3 separate regions of the Gossypium hirsutum genome follow, and regions 1 and 3 are each linked to region 2. The links are chromatin contacts, called in public Hi-C maps. All regions are on one chromosome and are shown on one strand. The core of a region is the stretch at or near the end of the contact, and the rest is flanking DNA. Distances in the headings are between cores, read along the strand shown. Region 1 overlaps LOC107913657 (acyl-coenzyme A oxidase 2, peroxisomal). Region 2 has its middle 210 kb from the start of LOC121223970. Region 3 has its middle 16 kb from the start of LOC121224054.

Evidence for each region. A called contact is a pair of places that touch in the nucleus more often than the background predicts.
Region 1: a Hi-C map of hypocotyl shows a contact between it and region 2, with 4 times the contacts expected there. The contact joins two enhancer-like sites. A contact is called at or near these places in 2 of 34 Hi-C or Micro-C datasets (hypocotyl and petal).
Region 3: a contact with region 2 is called in a Hi-C map of leaf, with 2.0 times the contacts expected there. The contact joins two enhancer-like sites. A contact is called at or near these places in 3 of 34 Hi-C or Micro-C datasets (anther and leaf).

The regions. Positions count from the first base shown.
Region 1 is chrD11:37,068,975-37,073,437 of Gossypium_hirsutum_v2.1, reverse strand. LOC107913657 (acyl-coenzyme A oxidase 2, peroxisomal) reads right to left here. Exons shown (of 7, transcript XM_016842309.2): 3 at 4,380-4,463; 4 at 3,479-3,658; 5 at 3,227-3,393; 6 at 3,006-3,129; 7 at 2,372-2,799. The coding sequence ends at 2,644. Among protein-coding and RNA genes, the nearest start is that of LOC107913657, 4.7 kb to the right of the region's middle. Within about 2 kb of position 2,482, at least 3 of the 9 cell types and tissues checked have an H3K27ac peak or open chromatin away from gene starts, as enhancers often do. A contact at or near this core is called in hypocotyl, where this site is marked.
Region 2 is chrD11:37,401,994-37,407,046 of Gossypium_hirsutum_v2.1, reverse strand. No RefSeq gene overlaps it. Among protein-coding and RNA genes, the nearest start is that of LOC121223970, 210 kb to the right of the region's middle. Within about 2 kb of position 3,371, at least 6 of the 9 cell types and tissues checked have an H3K27ac peak or open chromatin away from gene starts, as enhancers often do. A contact at or near this core is called in hypocotyl and leaf, where this site is marked.
Region 3 is chrD11:36,912,123-36,916,710 of Gossypium_hirsutum_v2.1, reverse strand. No RefSeq gene overlaps it. Among protein-coding and RNA genes, the nearest start is that of LOC121224054, 16 kb to the left of the region's middle. Within about 2 kb of position 3,065, at least 6 of the 9 cell types and tissues checked have an H3K27ac peak or open chromatin away from gene starts, as enhancers often do. A contact at or near this core is called in leaf, where this site is marked.

The sequences.
Region 1 (4,463 bases), core at 1,233-3,732, 330 kb after region 2:
CATGAATATGCAAAAAATGTAAAAAGTGAAATATATGTGTTAAAATGGCCATATCACATGCATAGGACGGGATTATGAAAGAAGGAAGCTATGTGGTAGTTTAATTGCGATTATGTGGTCGTTATCGGCAATTATGTGGTGCCTTGTCCATGATGTGTTATGTGACTGTTTATTGGTATCTATATGGTGGCTTGTCCACAAATAGTGTGTTATCGGATGGATGAGTTTTGGGGAACTCGATATTGGAGTGTTGCGAAGATGGGTAGGAAATCTTCTGAAATGTGCATTATTACAGAAGCATAACTTGTTATGTTCATTAAATCTGATGATATGTGAATTTTGTGAAAGTTATATTTATGATGATTAGGATGTGTTATGCTACGTGTTGAAATATATGTTTGTGACGATCTCACACTGAGCTTTTTAAAGCTCACCCATGTTATGTGTGTATCTCAAGTAATCCTCGTAATTTGGCTCAGATTTAGATCTTTAGGGGGGCTCTTGAATTAATGATCTCTTGGTCATGGGTACTTTTTTTAATAATGTGGGGCTTTTACTAACTATATGAGTTCATTTTGGATTTCTATTATGGACTTTAATTTGGGTTTGTCTTAATAACTTTTTGGACTTTATTTTTAAATTCTGAAGTATGGCATGGATTTCTATTTTGATATTTTGGGATAATATTCAATGAATTATTTTTATATGTTTTTTAAACGAATAATAAGCATTTTAATAATTATTAGCCACTACAAATTTGTGATTTAAAAATTAAGTTACAGTATGAATATTTTTAATTAAAAAGGAACAAATAAATTTTTATTGAAAGGAACACGATGTTTTAAAAATGACATATTTCCAAGACAAGTGAGTTTTTCTTATAAAAACGTTTTGGCCATCTCTATGGCCCATGTAATTACTCAGATTGGGTTGTAGCGTCTAGGCCCGATCTGAGGGGTTAAACAGCTCGACCCGAAGGTCCACCTAAAAAGTGGAAGGGTTTGGGTAAAAATTTAGGCCCAAAAAATGGGCTTGGGTAAAAAAATAAGGCCCATTTAGAAAACTAGCCTCAGGTAAGGTTTTTCTGGCCTAACCCGAATATGCAAAAAAATTTGCTATTTTTTTTACTATTTTTATTGTTTTGTTGTTATTTTATTTTATTTTTCACTATTTTGCTACAATTTCACTATTATGTTACTGCTATTTTGTTATTAGTGTTTAAATATTGTATAACTCTTATTTTATTATTAATTTCGTTACTATTTTAGAGGCATTTGCTTGTCAAGTTGCACTTATCTTAGTGTTATTTAAGCATATTTATTTTTTAATTTATTTTCAATTTGTTGGGAAATATTTATTTTAATATTTTTAGTATTTTTGATGTATTATATATATTTTTTAAAAGTATATAAAAAATTAATACGGGCGGGCCGAGTCGGACTCAAGTTTTAGTATTTTTATCCGGGCTGGACTTAGGCAAAATTTTAGGCTCATTTTTCAAGTTGGGCCTGAGCCTAACCTAGTCCGACCATGGACACCTCTACTTGTGGCTATTCTGTTCTTTTGTTGTTCTTTTGTCTTTGAGTTGCTTTTGATTTATTTTCGGTGCTATGGAGAATTTTTATTGTGAATTGTCACTTTTGGAGAGCTAAGCTGACTTAGACAGATTTGAAATTAAAAAATTATCTAAAGTCACACGAATTGCGAGACTAAAATTCTATCCTTGCCACACTAATCAATCTATAAATTTTAAAAATTTCCTATTGTTTTTTAGTGCAAATGTTTGGGATCAGGTTTGCTCAAAGGTTCTTCGTATTTTAAATGTGCGGGCACTTATGAATCCGAAGTATTAAGTCTACCAATTATGGTTTGGGAGAAATAAGTAGTGTTTCCAGGGCCTTTGCAATAGAATCAAACGGAGAAAATCAAGGGTTGGTGTACTCGTTACTTATCTCAAGGGGATGTGAGGTTTTAATTAAATCTATGTTACTTGAGACTGCATTTTCATTATGTGATAAAAATGACTTTAATTATAAACTTTTATTGGTGGCAGGGCCCTAACAAGCGTGGCATCCACTGGGTACAATGGCAACAATTGTGTGCCAAGCCCAGTGGAGGACAAGGTTTTTGTGGTCTGACCAAGTTCAATATATCCAGTTTTAAGGTTAAATATTTTTCTAATTGTGATTTTTTACGGAATAATCTGCCTTTATCCTGCCATTCCTTTCGGAGTGCAAAAGGATTATTGGAAAATGGTATTCGTTGGGTCTTTTTTAGTTTTGTTACCGTTGCTTGTTACTTGCAATCAGGAAGTCTTACTTGATTCATGCTCTTTTTTAAACTATAACACTGAAAAATGACATGCATCAAGTAAATCTAACATAGGTTGCTATTCTTTTATTCAAGAAAAGAAAAATATGTATGGTTCATAATACAGTTACAAACAAATCAGAGTTCAAGCTTCAGCATATTGTTCTTTCAAGTTTCACGTATTGTTCTTTCCAACCTAGGCTATCAACCTGGGTTTCAACAACTGCATTAACCTTAACCCTTAATTTAATCTGGCAAAAGAATCAAATATATTAAAAAATTCTATCTAATTGTGGGAACCACTTGTTTGTTCCTCCTATTTTTGGGTCTCAATTAGAACCCCACAAGCTGTGTGTACTGAGAATATGCTTCTGACTGCATTGCGATCGGGGCCCTTAAAATATAAGGCGGAAGATCAAATGCATCAATAAATTCCCCGGCAATATTTCGAACTTGGAAACTCAAGTACTGTGTGAGCTTGTTGATTGCCTGAGTGGAGGAAAAAAATGTAATGAAACCTCACAAAAATTGTATCTATAGCAAGTCTAATAACTCGAATATACACAAATATTAGGACGTGTTATAACCGTGCATGAGATGTTTATAGTCATTCCTGTTCTCCAGGGATGGTAACAATATAAAAAGAACCCCTTTTATATCTTATAAAGACTAAACTGTTCTGAATAACACTATACCTTAGCTTTGTTTGGTGCAACATAATCAACATTACGGTATGTTCCTATGTCTTTCCAGATCCGATCCAGGGCATACAGATCGCATAAAAGTTTTAGAGCAGCTTGACTGCTTGCATCAGGACAGCTAAAAATTACATTCAAAACAATTAAGAAACTCAAATTTATATATGTGGCAAGTAGAAAGAAAAGGAATGAATTTGGTGGCTGAGTTTAGGAAGTACTTCTGAACAGCTTCAATAAACTTTGCGAGGATGACAGATTCAATATGAGACTCTGCAAGTGTGAGAAGGTGATTCAGACACCTATTCCAAGCACCAAAGCTGCCAAGAGTTTTGGTGTGCTTTTGAAGTCGTGCTGCTACACTTTGAAGAAGTCTTGACGTTCGGTACTGCATACCAAAATTGTAAAAGATTGTGTTACTTGCAGTTTAAACTGACAAAACACTGAATTACAATAATGAAGAAAACACTCACCCGGAAAGCATCCAACTGAAATTTAGGGTCTCGCAAGTGATCTTCACTTTCCCAACGGGCAGTTACAGGATTTGGCTGAGACAAGTATGTGTTCATAGATTCTCTCAAGTAGTTCCATGTGACAGAAAGAGCACCACCTTGGAACTTGTCCTTGTATTGCTTCAATAAATCTGCAGCTACCTACATCCCAGTAAAAGGTTCTTATGAAGTTTATCAACGTTAAGACCAGACTACAATACATATTAGGTTCCGATGAAGGAAAACAATCCAAAGGCCCTTGCATACAGAACTGATACTAATGACTGATGAGAAGATTGGTGTCATCGGTAAAAGACAGTTGTTAACAAACTAAATCCCCCCCCCCCCTGAACCACATTTCCAGTCCCCGAAGAAAGAATAAAACACTTCAGAATAACAAAGTCAACAAATTTCCCTATTGCCTTGAATAAACATAACAAAAAAAATCTAATCAGACCCAAGGAGTCCATGTAAATGGATCAACAACAAGGTTCTATAACACATTTTAAAAAAATGCAGGTCATAGAGACAAAAGAGCTTCTATATGTCAGGAGAAGAAATGAAGAGGAATCAAAGAAAGGATAAGCGGTGACCATATTTGAAGAATCATGATGAATGGATGTAGAAGGCATGAAAAGATTGGCAATCTAACTTCTAAGTGGTTCATAACTGAATAGAGATTTGAAGAAAAGCTCAGTTAGGCAGTGTACCTAAAGGCTTGGAGTAAAGATGACATTAAACACAAAAGCCATCTAAAGGGGTCACTCCTGATCCTTTTATATACCGTATATCTAACATATTTCTAGACACTTAATTCTTTATACCAAAACTAACATTGTAAATTCTCATGCAAGGTTGTGATATAAAGGGGTTTGTCTTATACCTGTTGCAGAAGTACTGTATTGTCTCCTTCAAATGTCTGGAAAATGTCATGATCATTCCTCAAGGTACCAAACCGGTTGACAGC
Region 2 (5,053 bases), core at 2,122-4,621:
AAGTATATGCTACTTTAATGTGCATAATTCAAGTACTTAATTCACAAACTTTGATTTGATGAAATGTGGTTTGGATTGTTCTAGTCGAACTCTTCGCACACTATTACTTCCTACACATTATGCATTTGAAAATATCGCATTAAGCTTCGCAAAAATTTAGTAAGTATTTTCATGAATTCTATTGATCTAATTATTTACCATTAATATTAAAAAAATCTCAAAACTACACATGAACTTTAGTCTAATGTGTAATTTTACACATGAACTTATATTTTGTAAATTTTTAAATATGAAATTTTGATTTAGTCCAATTCTCACAAATTATTAACACAATTATTGACATAGTATTATTTCATGTTAATATATTGCAGACAAAAATACTTATCTTTATCCAATATAAAAATAAATCGATGCATTTATTTCTTTAAATGTGTATGATTGAATAAAATTAAAATTTCATATATACATTTAAACCACAATCAAAATATCATATGTATAATTACATCAAATTAAAATTTATGCATAAATTTAAAATTTATCCCTTAATACCATTAAGTTACCTTAGTTGATTTATACATACTACATTGTTTCATGTCCTGTCTTTATGTTTTCACTTGAGATATATCAAGTATTTAATTCATATGACATGTATTAAAGATCTAATCTTTACTTGCCACTTATTTTATTCAGTTACCAATTATTTCACTTTTTTTTCCATTTCAGGTACCTAGTTCTCTTAATGTACACTATTCACTTCATCAACTCAATTACGTCATGATGCATGTTTACGTCACTTAACTTCATTTATATCAGGAAGCCTTTGATAAACGATGGACAACCGAGAAGAATACATAAAATAAATACAATAAGCACAAGAGTGCTAATAAAATATCTCAAACATTAATTTCAATCCAAGAGCACATATGTAATCACATTTTCCATCAAGCTCCAATGATAAATATGCTGCCAACAATTCCATAAAATAAATATAATTATTTTTTATCCAATGACTCAAATTTAATACACATGTCTAAGGGCATTTTAATAATTTTACTAAAAATTATCTCACTTGTAAAATGGCCAATTGACCCCTAACAATTTATAATATTTATAATTGAGCCATTCCCACTTTTGGTATAATTATAACTTTAGTCCTTCAACTTTTCCACATTTTCAATTTAACCCTATTTTAAATATTTACAATTTAACTCATTCACTTTTCACTTCTTTATAATTTAGTTCATACCTCAATTTAATATCTCACAACGTACTATTTGTTTCAACTTTCTTTAATATCTATCAACCTTCTCTACTATCACCAATATATCATATTTCTTTTAACTGAAAAATTCCACTATACATATTCCCCATATACCTCTTTACTTATATAGCATAATGGTTTTAGGGGGAGATACAATCTCTTTCTAGCTCTTACCACTCTAACAATCATCTAATCATTTAACAAACAAATAATTAAAATAATAAGTTACTCTCTTTTTTCTGAAATATTAACGAGGTATCCAATTTATAAACAATTCTAAATTTTTGATAAACTAATTATCTATATAAAAGCTTTTAATTCTTGAAAGAATTTCATTTTAACATTTTGGGCTAAAATAAAATAATTTCAATATAATTTAATTTTCATTATTTAAAATTGGCAAGCATTCTTGACTGATCAAGTCTTAGTTACCTCTTTCCAACAAAAGTGGGGTTGCAAAGATGATAGGCTATGATTATGAAGTGGTTTATAGGAAGGGGTCTGGTAACGCTGCAGCAGATGCCTTGTCCAGGAATCAGTCTCTGAAAAATGGCCAATCCCTGCAGTTCACTGGTAGTATCATTAGTTCTCACCTACTTTCAAGGGTCCAAGATTCTTATTAAGATGATCCCAATGCTCAAAAACTGCGCTTAAAGGTTCAACAACAAGGAACTAAGCAGCCAAAGTACAATTGGGATGGCAGGTTCCTTAGAAGGAAAGGCAAAATTGTGGTAGGTGATGTGGCTAACCTCAGACATGAATTGTTTCAGCTTTTCCATGCAAGTGCTTTGGGAGGGCACTCAGGAATCCATGCTACTAAAAGAAGAATAGGCAGTTTATTGCATTGGAAGGGACTATCCAATGATATTAATAATTGGATAAGAGAGTGTTCCATTTGCCAAAAATGCAAGTAAAAAAATGTTGCACCTCCAGGCTTACTACCACCTCTTCCAATACCAGATAAGGCTTGGTCATCAATCTCTATGGATTTCATAGAGGGTCTTCCAAGTTCATTTGGTAAAAGTGTTATTCTGGTAGTGGTAGACCGATTGACTAAGTACGGTCATTTTATTGCTTTGTCTCATCCCTTTCCTGCTGTAACAGTAGCTCAATTATTCATGGAAAATGTCTATAAGCTATATGGTATACCAGATTCGATTGTATCTGATAGGGACAAGGTATTTATCACTACCTTCTAGTAGGACCTGTTTCAAAAGGTTGGTACAAGGCTTCATCTTTCCACTGCCTACCATCAAGAAATAGATGGACAAACTGAGGTGTTGAACAGGTGTCTTCAGAGTTACCTAAGGTGTATGTCTGTAAAAAGGCCACAAGATTGGGCGAAGTGGCTACCACTTGTTGAATGGTGGTATAACTCTACTTTTCATACTTCTATTCACACAACACCTTATGAGGCATTGTATGGACAGACCCCCTCCATATCACATGCCATATTTGGCTAGTGCATCCTTAGTGGCCACTGATGATAGAAGTTTGTAGCATCGAGAGGCTGCAAGGAAGTTACTCCAGTTTCATCTGAAGAGAGCACGAGATAGAATGAGACAGCAGGCAGATAGGCATAGGACTGACAGGCAATTTGAGGTGGGAGACCTGGTTTATTTGAAGCTCTAACCTTACAGACAACACTCTGTAAGGAGATTGGTGAATCAGAAGCTAGCTCCTAGATTCTTTGGTCCCTTCAAAGTGGAAGAAAAGATAGGGAAGGTAGCTTACAAGTTACAATTACCTTAAGGCCTCGAATTCATTCCATTTTCCATGTCTCTCAGCTTAAGAAACATGTGGGAGCTGCTTTTGTGCAAGCAGAGTTACCAGTGATTGATGACCACGGATATTGGGCCTAAGAGCCTATTAGAATCCTAGACAGGAGAATGGTGAAGCATGGTAATGCAACAGTCACAGAAGTACTAATTGGATGGGAAAATTCATTTCCAGAAGATGCCACTTGGGAACCTTTCCAGCAAATCAAGGATGCTTTCCCTCATATAGATCATTGAGGACAATGATCCTCTTCGAGGGGAGAGTATTGTTATGGACTAAATTCTGTGTTGGGCCTAACTATTGGATTATAGAAAGTTTGGGCTGAGTCGTAGCTTGGGAGAGTTAAGCAAAATGGGGCGTAGTAGGGGATTAATGAAGCGGAGCGTATGGTCATCATCCAGTTTGTTATTTTAACTACCATAGCTGTAATTCCTTTATTTTATTTTTATTTTATTTCCTATAAAACCGGTGTGATAGGTCGGTTATGAATGAAAACTGTTATTCACACTGTTTCTTCTCTCAAAATTCTTCTTTCCTCTCCAAATTCTGTTTCTTTTCTCCTCTCCGATTCTGATCATAACATGAAAAGTATTCAAAACTAATATATTATCATTAGTTACGCGTATGTATATATTCATTATGTGTGACAAACATGAATTAAGACTGATAAATTTCAAAAAAAGTATTAACAAATTCAAAATGATATATAAAAGGTATGTCTAGTCAAAATAGAAAATGGTATACTCGGGTGGATTTAGAGATTTTTTAGTGGGCTGGAATTGAATTGTGAACTTTTTAGAGGTTAAAATATATAATTTTATCATATATTAATTTATAATTTCATCATGTTTAGGGGACTATATAGAATGTTTTTATTTTTTAAGAGGCTAAAGTTTAATTTTACTATATATTAACTTATAAATTTATCATTATAAAGGGACTAAATTATAATTTTCCATTTTGGGGACAAGGCCCTACTTTCCCTTATATTCATACCTGGGCATGCGAGGCAAAAGAGTACTGGCTACTTTGAGCAAAAACCCACCAAGCCAAACGAAGCTTTCACCCAAAAGTCAAAGAAATTAAAGAAAAAAGTGATGTGAGAACTTAACAATGCATTGAGTTGCTGTTGGTGCCTATCCCACAGTGACACTGATCTGCCATAATTTGTTGTGGCAAATTAAGGTCTTTCTAACATTTAACGGGCTTGTTTTATAACATTTTTATGTGTTTTATTTTGTTTTCAATTTTTATTGCTTTGTGTTTAATTAATGCAAAATGAGCGTTTTTACTCAATTTTGAGTTATGTACGACCTAATGGGCCACTGTGGGTCTAGGGATGATCTAACGAATTTATCTAGTGCATAGGACACTATTTTCGGGCTTAGAAGCCAAGGGACGACAGCCATTCCACGACATCGGGAAGTCGTGTTGCAACACCAGATTTCAAAGCCAAAGTACCCAAATTTTGAAGGCAGTGTTGCGAGACCGGTCCTATGGTGTCGCGGCACTGACTGACAAATAGGAAAAATTAATTAGGTGTATTTTAGTCCTCACAATGTATCTTAATCATAATTTTGGGCTGTTTAGCAACCCTAATTAGGTTTGAGTATAAAATTTATAAATACGCATGTTAAGTCTCATTTTAGGAGCCTTGGCCAAGTGCGTCATTCTAATATTTTTTAGGTTTTTAGTTTAGTTTTATTTTCTTTTCAATTTAGTCATTTTTATACTTTGTTATTGTTTCAACTTGGACTTGGCTTCGATCCAAGGTCATAATATATTAGTTTTTCAGTATTTTGTTGTTGATTCCAATTGCAATCGAGGTGATCTTCGCAACTGTTAAAGGAGATTTCGCTTCTAAGCTTGATTGTAGTCGTAAACCAACTAAAAATTTGACAAAGACATAAACTTATTAATTAATAGTATAGTTATGGTGTGCACAAAGCACAAAGACTGAAAGTACTAGTAATTACCACCTTTCTATTATTTAACCGAATAATTGGAGTGATT
Region 3 (4,588 bases), core at 1,816-4,315, 490 kb after region 2:
GGCCAAGCTGTGTGGAACCAAAAACCATAAAAAAAACCTAAATTTCCAATTACACAAGACCGTGTGAACCGCCCGTGTGCGGCACACATCCATGTGGCCACTCATGCGGTCACGAAACCATACCGAAACAGCTTGAAATTCGTGTTTTTGACACCAAAATGATCCTTGTCCTTTGGAAATCCAGAAATATACTGAAATATGCAGAATATCATGCAATCAATCAATAACTCAACACTTAAAATCAACATTTTCTGAAACACACCTTAAATCAGAATTGTAAACAACAAGGATTAACCGTTTCGCCTCTACAAGACTATTCTGACTCACATCTGATAACACGAAACACACAATAGCAATCTCCTTTGATGGAACAATAAATAAAAATTGTGTAAAACAAAAGAAGCAAGAACAAACAAAATTGAAATTGAAAAGAACAGAAAAATAGGAATGATGGGAAGAAAAAAGAAAAAGTAAAAATGAAAAACATGAAACTTATTTTCTATTTTAAAATTAACTTCCCATTTTAAAAATAAAATAAAATAACATAAAAATCAATATAAAAGAACTCACAGGGGTTTGAACACGAGACCTTGAGATACACTAACACACAACTAACCACTAGACCAGCAAGCCTATTCTGACATTAAAACGTGAAACTGAACCCAAACATTCAACCCACTCACTGACCCTAACCACAAACCTCAAAACTTCTAACCCCAGATTCTGGGATGTTACACAACATGTTCACTATGACAGAATGATTTATTTTCATTTTCGGATCTCAAAACAACTCAAAAACATAAACTCATTCTTCTAATCATTTTTAAGTAATCCATATAGAATTGTAATTAATCATTTCCATTTCCATTTCCATTTCCATTTCCATTTCCATTTCCATTTTAGACACCTACATTCATTTTCAAATGATTCCATTTCTCCATTTCGAAAAAAACCATAACCATTCCTAAATGTTTCCCATTTCACTTTTCCTATTCATTTCGTTCATTTATGATTCAAACACTCAATTCATTTATGGTTTCAACAAGCTAGCGAAGTGACTGATTAGACATATGTAATTAAGGCTCAAATGATTTATAATTAAGTTTCAATTTTTCACTTATTAATTATAAACTCATTTAGTCACGAAGTTATTCCGCTATAGTATCGTGATTGACCTCTCCCTAATGACATACCATTACGAAAGCAACTACTTAGTGCTTGTCCAATGGCCTTATCATAAATGTGTTACCCTCATAGGATATCCTTGATCTTTTTAGGATAATATCCGCTCTCCAAATATAATCTTATTTTATCTCATGATAACCATTACATCTTCCTTCATGAAAAGTCCATCACTATCAAATAGTGATCAAGTCATCCATCACAAAGACAGATGAACAGTGGCCACATTTACTTTTCATTACCATGCATGTCAATGAAAGGATATTATTTACCCATGTCTCAGGCTATGAATTCTACTATTGTGAATGATTCTACGTACAATAGAAGTCGTACACCCAACGCACCAACTTTCGATTCTTTATCTATTCAAACTCAGGCTTTTTCTTACATTAAAGTGTACAAGTCCCACATACATAGTCTGCCATCCACTCAAGATTTAGGTATGTCACACTATGAACGTCTCAAGTGAATAAATCCATAAACGAATTTAGGATCTATTCTGGTTGAGTCCAATTAGATGTACTGTCAGTCCAGTCAGTCACATATGTCTCTATCTTCTTGGAGTCATCCACTCTGATGCCTAAGACAAGGCATCTCTCCAATTGGACATGATAGACAACATATTAGTCTTTCAATCGATTTTCTCATTTCCAATTAGACTAAGGACATGTTTAGGTTCGTATACTAATATAAGTTATCTTTCTATACTATGATCTAACCACGTAATACCACTTAGTATTAGTTTAAGTAATAGACAACCAGTGAGCAACATTTGCTACTATTTTCCTTTGCATGCAAAAACCATTTGAGGACAATAATACAAAGTTTATTAATTGTAATAAATGAATTTTTTTATTAATCAATATATTAGGAAAAAATTACATGTTTTACAAATGAATATACTACACTTAGGGCACTAGATCCAACATATTTGTCACTTTACCTCAAAACAGAACAGAACCAATAATTAATTGATACCCTTATCTACCCTCTTTTTCTTGAATTTGCTAATGTAGAGAGATTAGAAAACTTACAAGCATGCAAGATTTCCAATTGCTATCCCTAGTCTCTTTCCTTCATGCAAGAACATTCCTCAATCTTTCTCTCTTCCATTGAAAATAAGATAAAAGAAACAAAACAGGAAAATAAAAGAATCATCCCTAGAGTAGAATGCTTCTCCTAACTATTAGTCCTTCCGACCCCTATCACCAAAACTAATTCACAGCCACATAGAAATACCTTAATCATCATGTCTCCCACTAATATATACGTAGTTATTATATTAGTGGGATTTGAAGTGAGATTTGAACTTAAATTTTTAATAGAATTGTATTTTTTTTCATTTTTGTGTAACTCTATTTTAGCTTTAAGAAGGAATTTGCTCAATGCATTGGTTCATATTTTGGTTCATAATCGATATACGGTGTGATAATAAATTTATATTATTTTATTCAGACTTAGAATTGTATTAAAAATTTGGAAGTTTACTTGATTACTTTATTTTCATCTAGATTTTGTACAATAAAAAAATAGATCACTATATGAACTAACTTATGTAAGCTTTTTTACTAATCGTGCTAGATCAAACTTTTATTCTCGGTTGAGAATTTTTTCTACTTCATTTAAAAATGAAATTTAATTTTTGTTAATGACGAATCAAATTTGGAAGAGGAGATGACGATTCATAGGGCGAAGAACATATCGAGAGTCGTAAGGGAAGGTGTTCTATTCTTAAGATAAAGAGTAAGAGGAAAAACATAAGACCTTTCCAAGGCTAAGGACTAGTATTTATAGGTGAGAGTGGCCCTCTCTTAGTCTTGGATTTTGACACATGTCTCATCTTGGTCAGACACTTGGGGAGCATAATAACCCTTTAGATAAGCGGCGATAGGATGGAGACGATTAGGCAAAGTCCCATGTGTGAGTCATGCAAGAAACCTCTCAACACCTGTCATTATGAGGTAGATCATAAGAGTTTTACATGTTATGCATGTATATGTTCACGAAACCCGACCTTGGCAAATTGTTGCTCTTGACAAGGCTGACAAAGTTGTGCCACAATGAGATAAGGGGGCGAAGCTTACATTACCAAAGTATTTTATAACAATTACCCCCAAGTTAAGGGAAGATGATATAAAGCAACCTTCCTTGAGAGGATCATCATTTTTTGTTTATAATGATGAATGCGCGTGGAATGTATGTTTGGTGAAGAGTAGCATGTGTTGTGCAAATGAGACTTTTGGACAGTGTCTTTCTTGAATTTTGAAAGGTCGTCATTTAAGTTTCCGCCAGCTAATATGACGGACACATGTCCAACCATTATTGATTAGTGGTTTTGGCAGGTCATAATTTATGGAACTCATGTTGTCTCCTTATGTGGATTCCATGATTTGAAAAAATATTCTATATATCAAACTTTAATTGGTTGATTTAATAATTCACTAATATTGTTAACATCAGGTAATATAATAAAACACATATTGATAATTTAGATACTACATTAGACTTTTTCAATGTACAAGTATTATTAACAAATATGATTTATTTTTTATTTTTTATTTTTTATTTTTTATTTTTCATTTTTGCCATCAAAATTTAAGAAAAGACAATGTGAGTTCTTCAATTCTCTTTAATGTTTGTGCACAAACAATATTCTTTTATATGGTTTGAAAGCCTAAAGAGTCCATATAGTAATTAATGATTTAGCCTGACTTTTCTTTTTCTTTAGCGGCAAGTAATTTTCTTTTACGCTTATAGGCTAGATGTGCACATCAGGACATGGATCGAGTCGTATTTAGTCGAGAGTCAAATCTAATTAAATTGTTATTTGAAAATCTTTTATGTTTCAACAATTATTCATAAAATATTAAATTATATTTTTATATTAGTATTTGAAAATTTATTTCATGTACCGTTTAAACTCCATAAATAAGTTGAAAATTTAATAAATATATTATAGGATATAATAAAAATAAAAAAATTAATTATATAAATAAATATAACACTTGTCACTTGTAAAATTAAAAAAAAATATTCATAATGTATCAAATAATTATCCTTCATATTAATATACTTTGTAATTAAATTTAAATTAAAACAATTTTTGTTGCTAAGTGGTAATTTCGATCCTTTCAAACCAGCCGAATTATGAATAACTTTATCTAAGGCGGGCCTCAATCCAAAAAAGTAGGGCCTATTAGATGGAATAAGTAGTCCAAACCTTAGACAATTTAAATATTGAGATATAATATAAATTATTTGGCTTTTAAATCTCATTACTTTAAATGTAGGGCCTATTTTTTTTTTGTTAAGTCGAAATTTATTAGAAATGAAACGTTTAAAATCGGGATACAAAATTAGCGAATATCAATTGATTGAGTTTTAGTTTAATTAGTATCGACATCAT